Linked DNA regions of Mus musculus: regions 1 and 3 are each linked to region 2. A link is a contact called in public Hi-C data. All regions are on one chromosome and are shown on one strand. Each heading gives the region's core, a stretch centred on a gene start, on an enhancer-like site or on the middle of the called end of the contact. The rest is flanking DNA. Distances are from core to core; before and after follow the strand shown. Region 1 overlaps Zcwpw2 (zinc finger, CW type with PWWP domain 2). Region 2 has its middle 150 kb from the start of Gm39450. Region 3 overlaps Rbms3 (RNA binding motif, single stranded interacting protein).

Region 1 (3,813 bases), core at 944-3,443, 390 kb before region 2:
CTCTCTTCTCTTATGTTGACTAAGAAGTTGTAAAGACATCAACTCTTACCAAGTGTCATTTACGTTTACCATTGTCCCCTAGGAGGGCAGCATTGTTAGATTTAGGGAAAGGCTACTTATTATAAATATGAGTGAAATATCATAACAAACACACTGTTCCACCAAAATAACTTCTAAAACAACCACCGTGAAAACACGCATAAGCACCTGAACTTGAGCTGATTCTGAAAGTGTGAGATTTCACGTGCGGCTCTGCGGCTTCTGTTCCCACGCCGGTCCTCAGGCTGTATAGATGTGGGTCTGCTTAACTTTAGTGTGTGATGTTTCTACTGATGAGTAAGTTTCTAGTGATAAATCTTATAAAATTTAAACATTATTAGTAAAAAAACAAATGACAAAAGCAAACAAAGAGAAAAACTAATCTGGGCAAGGTGGCACATACCTGTAGTCCCAGCCTCAGGAGTTAGGGCAGGAGGGTCAGGAGTTCAAGGTTATCCTTGGCTACATGGAGAGTTCCAGGCCAGTCAGGGCTATCCTGGATCCTGTCTTTAGAAACTGTTCTAGTCCTTATTACTAATGAAAATTTTCTTTTTCAAAATCACCTTCAAGTTCTAAGAATAACTTCCTTTTTACTTTTGTTTTTCTGTGCATAATACTCATCTAAAGATTTAGTTGAGATTAATTCACTTGAAATTTGAGTTAATAATAAAATTTACCTTGTATATTTATGGGTTTTGCATCTGTGGCTTGAATTAGCTGAAGGTAGAAAAATATTTTTTAATTTGTCTGTTGGGGATACTATTCACCACCCCTTCCTCAGTTTCATCAAAACCAAAATCAATAATGGTTATTAGCATAACGTAAAATAGAAATTTGAGTAATGACTTTATGTTTCATAGATTGCAGATATGTCCCTAGATATTAGATGATCTTTCTCTGCTCAATTGCAGCAACTGCTGCTGTTCAATGTCAGTGAGAATTAATAGAACTGACTTATTACAGAATTCATGTTTGTAATATACTCTGGTGTATAAACATTCGGCTTCTGTATAATCTACTGATGACTTTGAGGGACTATTTATCTTTTTGTTTATATGTTTAATGTCCTCAAATGTTTCAAAAAATTTTCCCATATAAGGTACACATCAGAAATTGCTACTCCAGTGTACACTGGAGAACACACCCACCCAGACCACAGGGAATGATGGCCTGCCTTTTCTCCCATGAATCTGTGTGCAGGGAGTCCTCTCTGGATTTTTTACGGGTTGGTGCACAAAATGATTAAGACTATGTCTTTTATTGTGTAATTGGGGGGAGATTCTGTCTATCCTGTCAGAAAACAGTTCTTATGTATTATTCTGGGGTTTAGGCTTACAAGACTGGATGCTGAGAATTCCCACAGGGTAAGGAGTCACTGAGTATTCTTAATGTTGAGGATAATAGTAGAAAAATGGTGAAACACACAGTAACATTCTGAACATTCATTTCTTTGTAAAAAAAAAATAATGCTGTGATATAGCCATTAAATGTTCTCTCAACATCGGCTCTTAACAATTTATTTTAAATATTTCAGAAGTCTCCCTAGAAACAGGGTCCCCTGCCAACATCCCCCATCTCCCAGCATCTCCCTTGCTGAAATGACCAATGGCTTTAGTAAAAACTGCACAGAAACAGGAAATGTTTGCAGCTGACTTGGATTTTCACAGAACCTCCAGCCAGAGGTCAGATAATCAGATTCCTGGCTCCTTTGTCAGCTGCGCAGCTGTACCACAAACCCAGCTTCTTTCCTCCCCAGTGCCTTGTTGGAATTAACTCTTACTGTTCTTAAGTGTTTTACAGATATGAATGAAATGTGAATGACAAGCCACCCTGAATTTTTGTGTTCAGTTCCTGAGCAGGCCTTTTAGAAAATTTAAATAGCAAGCCTTTAAGGTCTCTGGGTAAAATGCCGACTCATGGAGCCCCTTGAAGCTTGAAGCCAGTCTCATCCTTAGCCACAGTTGGAGGTGCTAATAGGAAACCATTCATGGCTTTTGTTCAAGGTGGCACTGGGAGCCAGCTTCTATTTTTAGAGAAAATTCCCTCTGTGCCTCTGTTCACTGCTTGAAGGCACACTCTAGTCATTCTCTCTGGTAAGACCCTCAACCAAAGAAATCCACAGAGCTTTAGAACAACTGCAGAGAGCAGGAGGCAGCAAGGCATTTGTGAGTCACATTGCCAGGCTCTGGGCTCTGATGCTGTCCAGAGGTCATGGGAATACCAGACTCTGCTGAAAATTGACCTGGCTAGCATATTGATAATTGATGTGTAGTGTATGTATCAGAAACAATAGAATTGCACACTTTAAAAAATAGCATCCAAAATAGAGAAAACGATCATTTCAGTCCTCATCCATCTCAAAGAAATGCAGTCTGCCAATCAAGTTGACACTGTTCATGACACTTGGAGGTGTGACTTTCTACTCATTGCCAATAGCCCTTCAGGTGGAAGTGGGCCTTCCTACCCACGTCCCCTCTCCACGATGACTGAGGTTCTGTCTGGCCTGAGCCCGCAGAATCTGGAGTTCATGTAGATGTACATAATGCTTAATAACTTGTTTATCTCCACTTATTTTGGTTTTTCTTTTAGGTTAAATCTCTATAGCATGTCCTTTTATAGCTCTGTCAGAGGAATTGTTTTTTAAGTTCCCTTTTAGGAAGCAACAATTACTTTTCCTTAATATCTCTTAATGTCAATGGACTCAATTCCCCAATAAAAAGAGATAGACTAACAGACTGGCTACACAAACAGGACCCAACATTTTGCTGCTTACAAGAAACCCATCTCAGGGACAAAGACAGACACTACCTCAGAATAAAAGGCTAGAAAACAATCATTCAAGCAAATGATCTGAAGAAACAAGCTGGAGTAGCCATTCTAATATCTAATAGAACTATCTAACTTCAAACCCAAATTTATCAAAAAAGACAAGGAGGAACACTTCATACTCATCAAAGGTAAAATCTTCCAAAAGGAACTCTCAATTCTGAATATCTATGCTCCAAATGAAAGGGCAGCCACATTCATTAAAGAAATTTTAGTAAAGCTCAAAGCACACATTGCACCTCACACAATAATAGTGGGAGACTTCAAAACCACACTTTCATCAATGGACAGATTGTGGAAACAGAAACTAAACAGGGTCACAGTGAAACTACCAGAAGTTATGAAACAAATGGATTTAACAGATATCTACAGGATATTTTATCCTAAAACAAAAGGATATACCTTCTTTTCAGCACCTCACGATACCTTCTCCAAAACTGACCGTATAATTGGTCACAAAACAGGCTCAACAGATACAAAAATATTGAAATTGTCCCATGCATCCTATCAGATCACCATGGACTAAGGCTGATCTTCAATAACAACATAAATAATAGAAAGCTGACATTCACGTGGAAACTGAACAACACTCTTCTCAATGATACCTTGGTCAAGGAAGGAATAAAGAAAGAAATTAAAGACTTTTTAGAGTTTAATGAAAATGAAGCCACAACATACGCAAACTTATTGGACAAAATGAAAGCATTTCTAATAGGGAAACTCATAGCTCTGAGCGCCTCCAAAAAGAAACTAGAGAGATCACACACTAGCAGCTTGACAACACACCTAAAAGCTCTAGAAAAAAAGGAAGCAAATTCACCCAAGAGGAGTAGATGCCAGAAAATAATAAAACTCAGGGGTGAAATCAACCAAGTGGAAACAAGAACTATTCAAAGAATCAACCAAAGGAGGAGCTGGTTCTTTGAGAAAATCAACAAGATAGATAAA
Region 2 (4,125 bases), core at 180-2,679:
CAAAGGACAAACAACTAGGTCCAGGCTCCTTTTGTCCTGTTATCTACTTAGGTTGGAATAATTACTTCCCTTCTTTTCTCACCAATTCAGTTAACATGCACCAGCTCAAGGAAATTACATTTGCTCACGTAGATGTGCAAACAAGCAGAATGACAAGGACTTCTCTCACAGCTACATAGATAGAAATTGCATTGGGGAAAAGACAGTTTCTGAACTCAGTTGAGTCCTCCATAGATTAAAACAGAGATCTCTTGAACAGTGGCTCCCTTGCTGCCTTACCTCTACTCATGGTAAAGTGCTTATTGTCATAGTCAAATACTCTTGTGGAAGTGAAGAAAAGCACACAGATTTAGAATACTACCCTTTATTCACAACAGTAAGGAGTCCTTTCTGATCAAAGAAGGAGCTAAGGGCCTCCCACGTGTACACCAAGAGTGTCTAAGGGTAGATATCAGTTGGGAGACGGCTTGCCTCATATGCACAAAGCCCTGAGTTTGCTCTCCATCACAGCAGGTGGTGCATGTGATCCCAGTTTTCCAGAGGTGAACGGGGGAAGACTAGAAGTTCAGGGTTATCCTCAATGCATAGCAGGTTCAAGACCAGCCTGGAATAGATACAGAAGACCAAAACAAAACAAAACCAGCAAAAAGAATCCACCAAGAGTCTCCTACTGGTGTCTTGACATGGCTCCTCCTTCTCTGAGCAGGTTCTGCCTGCCTTTATTAAGTGCCTTTTGTTTAGATTCCTGGTCTTGTCTTCCTTCTGTCCTAGCATCTAATTCATTTTTTGGTTTACTCATTATGGTTAATGGTTAGTAATGTTCCTAAGGGCAAAGAATGTTTATTCTCGCTAGACCAGTGGTTCTCAACCTAAATTGGTCCTAGTGCTATGACCCTTTAATAAATTTCCTCATGTTGTGGTGATCCCTAATCATAAAATTATTTCATTGCTTATTCATAACTGTAACTTTGCTACTGTGGTGAATAAATAAATATCTGATATGCAGGATTTATGACATGTGACCTCTGTGAAAGGGTCATTTGACCTCCAAAGGCGTCACAATCCAGAGGTTGACACCCCCTGCTCTAGAGCTGTTTGGTTCTTAATGCAGTGCAGTTTTTAGTTAAGTCATTGTTGAGTGCATGACTAAGTAGGTACTGGAACACTGACTGGATGAAAGATGTGAATGTAGTCTCCACTGAATCATGGAATCTTAAGAGATCTTGATCTAATGCAGTAGATAGATGTCCGTGAAATACACATTTTAAGTACTTACAGTGAGGCTGGTAGTGTGTTAGGAATGGATGATAGATCTCTGGATGTAGCTGAATACATTTCTAGGAAAAGACAGTTCTCAGGATATAGGTCAAGCTCCAAAGTGCATTTCAGCAGCAAGGGAGATGACTCAGCAGGTAAGAATGCTTGTTGCACAAGCACAAGGAAATGAGTTCATGCCTGGAACACATCTAAAGAGCAAGCATATCGCCCTGCCCCTGCTTATACCCTTAGTTCTGTGGAGGTTGAGACAGACGGATCACTGTGGCTTGTGGCTTTTAGCTGAGCTCCAGAGTCAGCGAAAGACCTTCTCTCAGTTGGATCAGGCAAAGAGCGATAGAAAAAGGGTACCCAATAGTGGTCCATGGCTTCCTTGGATGCGTAGAATTCGAACTCACAGACTTGAGAGCATACAGCACATATGCACACTAAATAAGTTAGTTTCTGTGGGGTGAATTTGTAGAGATGGCCAGCAAAACTACTTTTTAAAATGCTTTTATGTTTTCATTTAAAAGCATGTCTGGCTAGAAATACACAATGGCTTGTTTCTCTCAAGCCATCCATCTGTATATGAAAATTATGCATGTTTAGTTGAGGATATAGTAGAAGACAATATCCTAGGACATGCTAGAATAAAGGACACCGAGGGGAAAACATCACAAGGAAAGGAAAAAGTTGTCAGGGTTTCCACAGGTTCCACAAAGCTGAACAACCAAGTAGCACCTAAAAAGGAGAACATACATTGTGGGTTTGGAAAAGACAACGCTGCGTGTGTTTATACTGTGCAAAGTAAGATGAGGAGGGAGAATAGAGAGAGACCTATTCTTGGCAGTGCATTGGCTAAGAGCATGGGAAAAATTCCTTGTGGAAAGCTGAAGCAAAACAGATGGGCTATTAGATTATCAGTACATGGCCCTAAACCAAGGAAAAGACCCTATCTTGGAAGAATTTACATTGAAGGCCTGGTGGGAGGGCTCAGGATATGAGCACACAAATCTAAGATTGAGCCGCAGAGTGCACATAAAATCCCCAGTGTGGCGGTATGTGCTTATAATCTCAGGATGCAGAAGTGGAGATGGGCGGATCCCGAGTCCTCTGAGCCTGTAGGCCTAGCTAAGTCAACAAGCTCTATATACTACTAAGAGACTATGGCTCAGAAAACAGGGTGGAAAGTTCTTGAGGACTGATAGCTGTGGATGACCTCAGACTTACACATGTGAACACCCACCCACAAGCATAGCCTCCATGAGTACAAAAACATGTGCACACGCACACCTACAGAAAAGATTTTAGTGAATGCAATTTGGTTTTCAGGGAGTTGAGAGAAACAGGTTCTCATCACATAATTCAATACATTACTAGTGTCTTCCCTTGTTTGCTGGTGTAAGCAGCTATTTATAAAATGTTCTTTTTAAGTAATAAGTAAAATTCAGTCTTATGAGGTAGCAAAAATGGTGTTATTCTTATTGCAAAAATTATGTGTAAGGATGGGTATAATTTAGATCAGAAAATGATTCATACATAAATGTTAAAATATAGAATTATTTACAGCAGTATAATTTTGCAAAATTTGAAAAGTTCAATATTAGGAAGATGATGTTATTTAAATGATCAAAGAGTTGCTAATGACATAGAAAAATATGGCATGGTTCTAAGGAGAACCATGTAAGGGGTTATACACTGACACTCTGAAGTTTTGGCACTGTAGAGTTGTGTCCACCTGACACTGTAAAGTGCTGTATACCTCATACTGTAGAGTTGTGTCCACCTGACACTGTAGAGTGGTAAACACCTGTCACTGTAGACTAGTATACACCTGACACTATAGAGTGGTGAACACCTGACACTGTAGACTAGTATACACCTGACACTATAGAGTGGTGAACACCTGACACTGTAGAGTGGTGAACACCTGACACTGTAGAGTGGTGAACACCTGACACTGTAGACTAGTATACACCTGACACTATAGAGTGGTGTACACATGACACTGTAGAGTGGTGAACACCTGACACTGTAGAGTGTTATATTTCTGACACCAATTTCTAGGTTAAATTTGAGCCATGGACAATTTATGAATTCATAAAAAAGGGGAATCTAAATCCAGCACGGCAGTGCGTTCATGCAACCGTGGCACCATGGAGGTAGAGTCAGGAGGATCTGGAATTCAGAAGTTCATAGACACCATCAGCCTCATAATGACTTCAAGCCTTGCTTGATCTCTCTCTCTCTCTCTCTCTCTCTCTCTCTCTCTCTCTCTGTATGTGTGTGTGTGTGTGTGTGTGTGTGTGTGTGTATGTGTATGTGTAAAGAGAGGGAGACAGAGACAGACTATCACTCAAGGGTGTTGTCATACAGAGGTGTTAGATTCAGTTTTGGGCAGTATGCTAGATTTCTACATGAATTAACAAAAATAATAAATGCAAGGTCTTTTAATTTTGAGCAAGGCATTCTGTAGTGTTCGTTGATTTCAAGCTGGCAGGTGGAGAGCTACAGCTAAGGGTGTGGGTTCTGGGCTGCTCAGGGACTTGGCTTTGGACTGAAGATGGATGCAAATTCCTGAGTACTGAGGTTTGGCATTCATTAGGAAGATGCTTGAGGCTGGCTGGCAGAAACAGGCAGAGGTACAGGGCTGCATTTTACAGGACTGTGTTTATACTTGAGGACAGGAGAATTCCTATTTGCATATGAGCGGATTATCATGTATCTTATAAAGTGAGCCTCCTGGCAGGGAGCAGAATAACCTAGTTCTTATGCCCTTGGTATCTTGCAGGGTAGGATTACTAATGTTTCATGTCAAGTCAATAGGGCTGAGTCTCCTCTAAGAACCCCTCCTTCAGTTCACAGCTG
Region 3 (3,788 bases), core at 1,170-3,669, 420 kb after region 2:
GTGGTCCTTGTGATTGATAGAAGAGTCCAAGAGGAGAATAGTTGTGGGAGGAGCTTTCCCTGAAGCATCTTCCTGTCCTGATGATTGGCAGGCCCATTTAGGTTAACTCTCGAGGGAGGAGACTGGGATGCACAGAGTGCCTCTTCCCAGATAGTGATCTCATGACTTTCCAGACAGTTCAGAATGTAGTGTCTGAGATTCCAGGGCCTGAGCTGTGTCTCAGATTCCTCACTTCTGACAAAGAATCAGGAGCCCTGCCCTTTCATTCCTGTCTCTGCAAGCTGCTGATTCTGAGAGAGGGGTCTACCCTCAGCCTCTTTCAAGCTTGATCATGTCTATGTAGCTGTGACGTCTGGGATGGTCGTCCTCCTACCTTCATATGAAGCTGTGTGGGGGGTGGAGACTCCAGCCTTTTCAGGAGTGGGTAAAAGGATGCAGCACGTTAACTATATTGCTGTGTGCTGAAGCCAGCTCTTTGTCAGGCTTTTCCGGTCTCCATAGTTTTCTATTGTAACTGCTCTATGGATGAGCTGTCTGAGTGACCCTGCCTCCACCCCCAGTAGGAGCAGAGACTCTGTTACAAGACTGAGATAACCAGAGAGGCAGGGTGCTCAGAGGTGCTGAAGGAAAGTGTGAGGAACACAGGCTCCTCCTGTTTTACTGGAGGAAGGGACATTTGGATTTTTAGAGGCTTTCCAATGGTATCGCCAGGACTCTCAGATTGAACACTACCCGTCTAAACACAACTGATACTAATTTCTGCATTCCCTCTCCCTTCTTATGTCCTTTTATATTTCATTCTAGTATCTAAGCTGAAGGTGTTCTTAAAGATTCTGTATCCTGCTCTGTTTTAATGTAACACTCCGTAGGCATTATAGTGGTATAATTATAAGCTAGCACTTATATCTACCGCCAATATATTTATTGATTTATTATCTCATAACAGAGATAATAAACAGTTACCCGTGGACCTTAAATCTGATTGATGCTCTTCGGTTTTTAGTAGCGTATACGACCAGTGGTAGCTTCCTGAAAGATAGGAGATAGCTTATGTGTAACAACTCATACTTAAAAATAATACAGATGCCTGAGTCCAGTGATCCATGTTCAAATTATGAACTGATGGTTTGAGTTGTTTATTCTGCATTAATTGAGGTATTATCATAATCCTAGCAGGACCAGAAACACATTTGATGGCAGGCATGATGGCTCAGTGGTTATGACTGCTTACCACGGAGTTTGACAACCTACTTTCAATCCCTAGAACCTATAAGGTAGAAAGAGAACCAGCTCCCCACAAGTTGTTCTTTCTCTGCCCCCAATAAAAAATATAAGCAAACAAATGTGTATATAAACCCTGTTTAGTTAGTGTCTCTGAGCTTGGCTTTTCATGTTATGGGAACCTTCTGGACTGTTCCTTGAATCAGTGAGAGGCTGCATCTGTAAAACTCACAGGATGCCTAGCATCAAGTCAGTGAAAAATGATCACTTCTCTAGAGTTGCAGATATTTTCCTCCAAGGTTAGCGGAGCCTGTACCCCAGCAGAGAGAAATTTCTTTCTCAGCTTCCTTCCCATCTGCCCCCATTCCTTACACTTATGAATTGATTTGCCAAGGAGAACCCGTCTACCGGCAAGCTTTGAGAACCATTACAGATGGCTCCTTAACTTTATGGCTGTTCAGACTTGAACTATTGTGTGTGGGTGTGCCTTTGGGACTCAGGGACTAGGATTTTGTTCTTATTGAAAAGCTAATCCCATTCTGGCCTCTGAGCTCAGTTGGATCAATCTCTCCACTCACTACAGTTCCCTGGCCCCTGACTCGGTGCCTGGCAGGCAGTGTATGGTCTTGGCTAAGGGTGCCGGGGGGTTCTAGGTTCTGACCATTCTGGGTTAGACTATGGCTCTACTACATCTGAGAGTGTAGATACTCAGCGTTCACACCTAAACCTATAAAATGGAGGCAACTGATCAATGAACTCACAGACTCACTGGGAAAATGAGCAAGGCCGCATGAGAAGTGTGTCCAATTCTGTCTCATAATGAACAGGTCTTTGTGAGCTGTATGATAGTAAACTTACAGAGACAACCAGCTCTGAAGTGAATGGTTGCCCTGTGGTGATGGATAATGACAAAAATTATAGTAGGAAAGATGGAAGTCCAGTAGTTTGAAGAGTAAAGACCACCCCCCACCCACCACCATCGGAAAAAAGAAAAAAAAAAAAAAGACTCCAGACAGTAAAAGCCACCTGGCGAAACAGGAAGGAAGTAGCAGCCTGAATAGGGGCTCAGAGCTCCCTTTTTTTCTGGTCTGAAGATTTTTATTAAAGCCACCTATGTCATAAAACAGGGAGAGACATTTGCTACCAGTGAGGGTAATTTGATGCCTTAACCATATTCTCGGCAGAGCAGGGGAGACTCTGCCTTGGTGTCTGGAGTCTCAAAGAAGAGGTCTGAGAAAAGATGTGAACAATTCACAGACTCCGAGGCTGCTAAACCCACAGGCCACTTCCGGCCCTCCTGCTCTGCATAAACCGTCCTTGCTCCCTGAGGACCTCTGACATTCCTGCGCTCTGAGCCAGGAGGAGAGAAAGACGCATTTACTGCGCTCTGATTACTCCTTTCTGGTAAATGAAAATGTGTCTGTGGTGTCACCGCCATCCCAGCTGTCCCAGACAAGCACTCCTGACGCGGAGACTCAAGAAGATCTGCCTCCTGAAATGTAAAACAACACCTTGTTAAGCAGCCCCCTCCGCCATCTCTGACCTCGATTTCTGCCTCTGGTGTGCAGCAGGCAGGTGAAAAGGCAAAGCATGAATAATACATGCTTGACGCGGGCGTGGGGTTTGCCATTCAGAGAAATACTAACTGGAAAGCAAGCGTGGACGGAGAAAAAACGAGACGGAGTTTTGGGGTATACCGTGTCCATCCAGTGCCACCATTATGATTAATGCCCAGGGAACCTTCATGGCTATTCGTGGTAAGACTTCTAGAACCCTCTGGCAAACAGAATCATATCCAAGCCCTATCCTGGGTACCCTGGAAGTTGAAACATCTAATACCAAAAAGGAAAAAAAAAAGTCCTTGATTTCCACTTTAAAAAAATTCTTTCTTGCTGGGCAGTGGTGGCGCACGCCTTTAATCCCAGCACTTGGGTGGCAGAGGCAGGCAGATTTCTGAATTTGAGGCCATCCTGGTCTACAGAATGAGTTCCGGGACTGCCAGGGCTATACAGAGAAACCCTGTCTCGAAAAACAACAACACGACAACAACAACACCACCCCAAAACAACAACAACAAAACCCAAACAAACAAACAAACAAAAAACCCCAAGCAACCGAACAAATAAAAAACCCCCAAAAAACAAATACAAAAATAAAAATTCTTTCTTGCTCCCTTTTCTAACTGAAATGTAGATACCCCAGGGTTACTGCTTTCTTTTGCCTTATCCTGGGGAAGTGGATCCTTCAGGCTCCATGATGTGTGTTCTCTTTACCATCTTCAGCCTGTTTCTGCCACCTCTTCCCTAAACCCATTTACCATATGAAACCCCGATGGTTAATCTTGACGGACAGGATTTAGAATAACCATGTAAACAAACATCTGGGCATGTCTGTGAGATGAGAGACCCACTGAACATGAGTAGCACCATTCCCTGGACTGAGTTCTTGGGCTGAATGAAGAGAAGGAACAGAGCCCTGGCTTGTATTGCTCTCTGCTTCCTGACTGAGTTTGTAATGGAAGCCGCTGCCCCATCCTCTGACCACAGGCCTTGCCTATCATGATGGGC

The links. A called contact is a pair of places that touch in the nucleus more often than the background predicts.
Region 1: a contact with region 2 is called in a Hi-C map of the N1E-115 cell line, with 3 times the contacts expected there. The contact joins two enhancer-like sites. A contact is called at or near these places in 2 of 484 Hi-C or Micro-C datasets (the N1E-115 cell line and adipose-derived mesenchymal stem cells).
Region 3: a contact with region 2 is called in a Hi-C map of tail fibroblasts, with 2.8 times the contacts expected there. The contact joins two enhancer-like sites. A contact is called at or near these places in 2 of 484 Hi-C or Micro-C datasets (nephron progenitors and tail fibroblasts).

The regions. Positions count from the first base shown.
Region 1 is chr9:117,954,766-117,958,578 of GRCm38.p6, reverse strand. The region is part of intron 5 of Zcwpw2 (zinc finger, CW type with PWWP domain 2); the gene reads left to right. Among named protein-coding and RNA genes, the nearest start is that of Azi2, 84 kb to the left of the region's middle. Within about 2 kb of position 2,193, at least 35 of the 459 cell types and tissues checked have an H3K27ac peak or open chromatin away from gene starts, as enhancers often do. A contact at or near this core is called in the N1E-115 cell line and adipose-derived mesenchymal stem cells, where this site is marked.
Region 2 is chr9:117,568,670-117,572,794 of GRCm38.p6, reverse strand. It overlaps a transcript of Rbms3 not described here. Among named protein-coding and RNA genes, the nearest start is that of Gm39450, 150 kb to the left of the region's middle. Within about 2 kb of position 1,429, at least 50 of the 459 cell types and tissues checked have an H3K27ac peak or open chromatin away from gene starts, as enhancers often do. A contact at or near this core is called in the N1E-115 cell line, adipose-derived mesenchymal stem cells and tail fibroblasts, where this site is marked.
Region 3 is chr9:117,152,847-117,156,634 of GRCm38.p6, reverse strand. The region is part of intron 1 of Rbms3 (RNA binding motif, single stranded interacting protein); the gene reads left to right. Among named protein-coding and RNA genes, the nearest start is that of Gm39452, 40 kb to the left of the region's middle. Within about 2 kb of position 2,419, at least 60 of the 459 cell types and tissues checked have an H3K27ac peak or open chromatin away from gene starts, as enhancers often do. A contact at or near this core is called in tail fibroblasts, where this site is marked.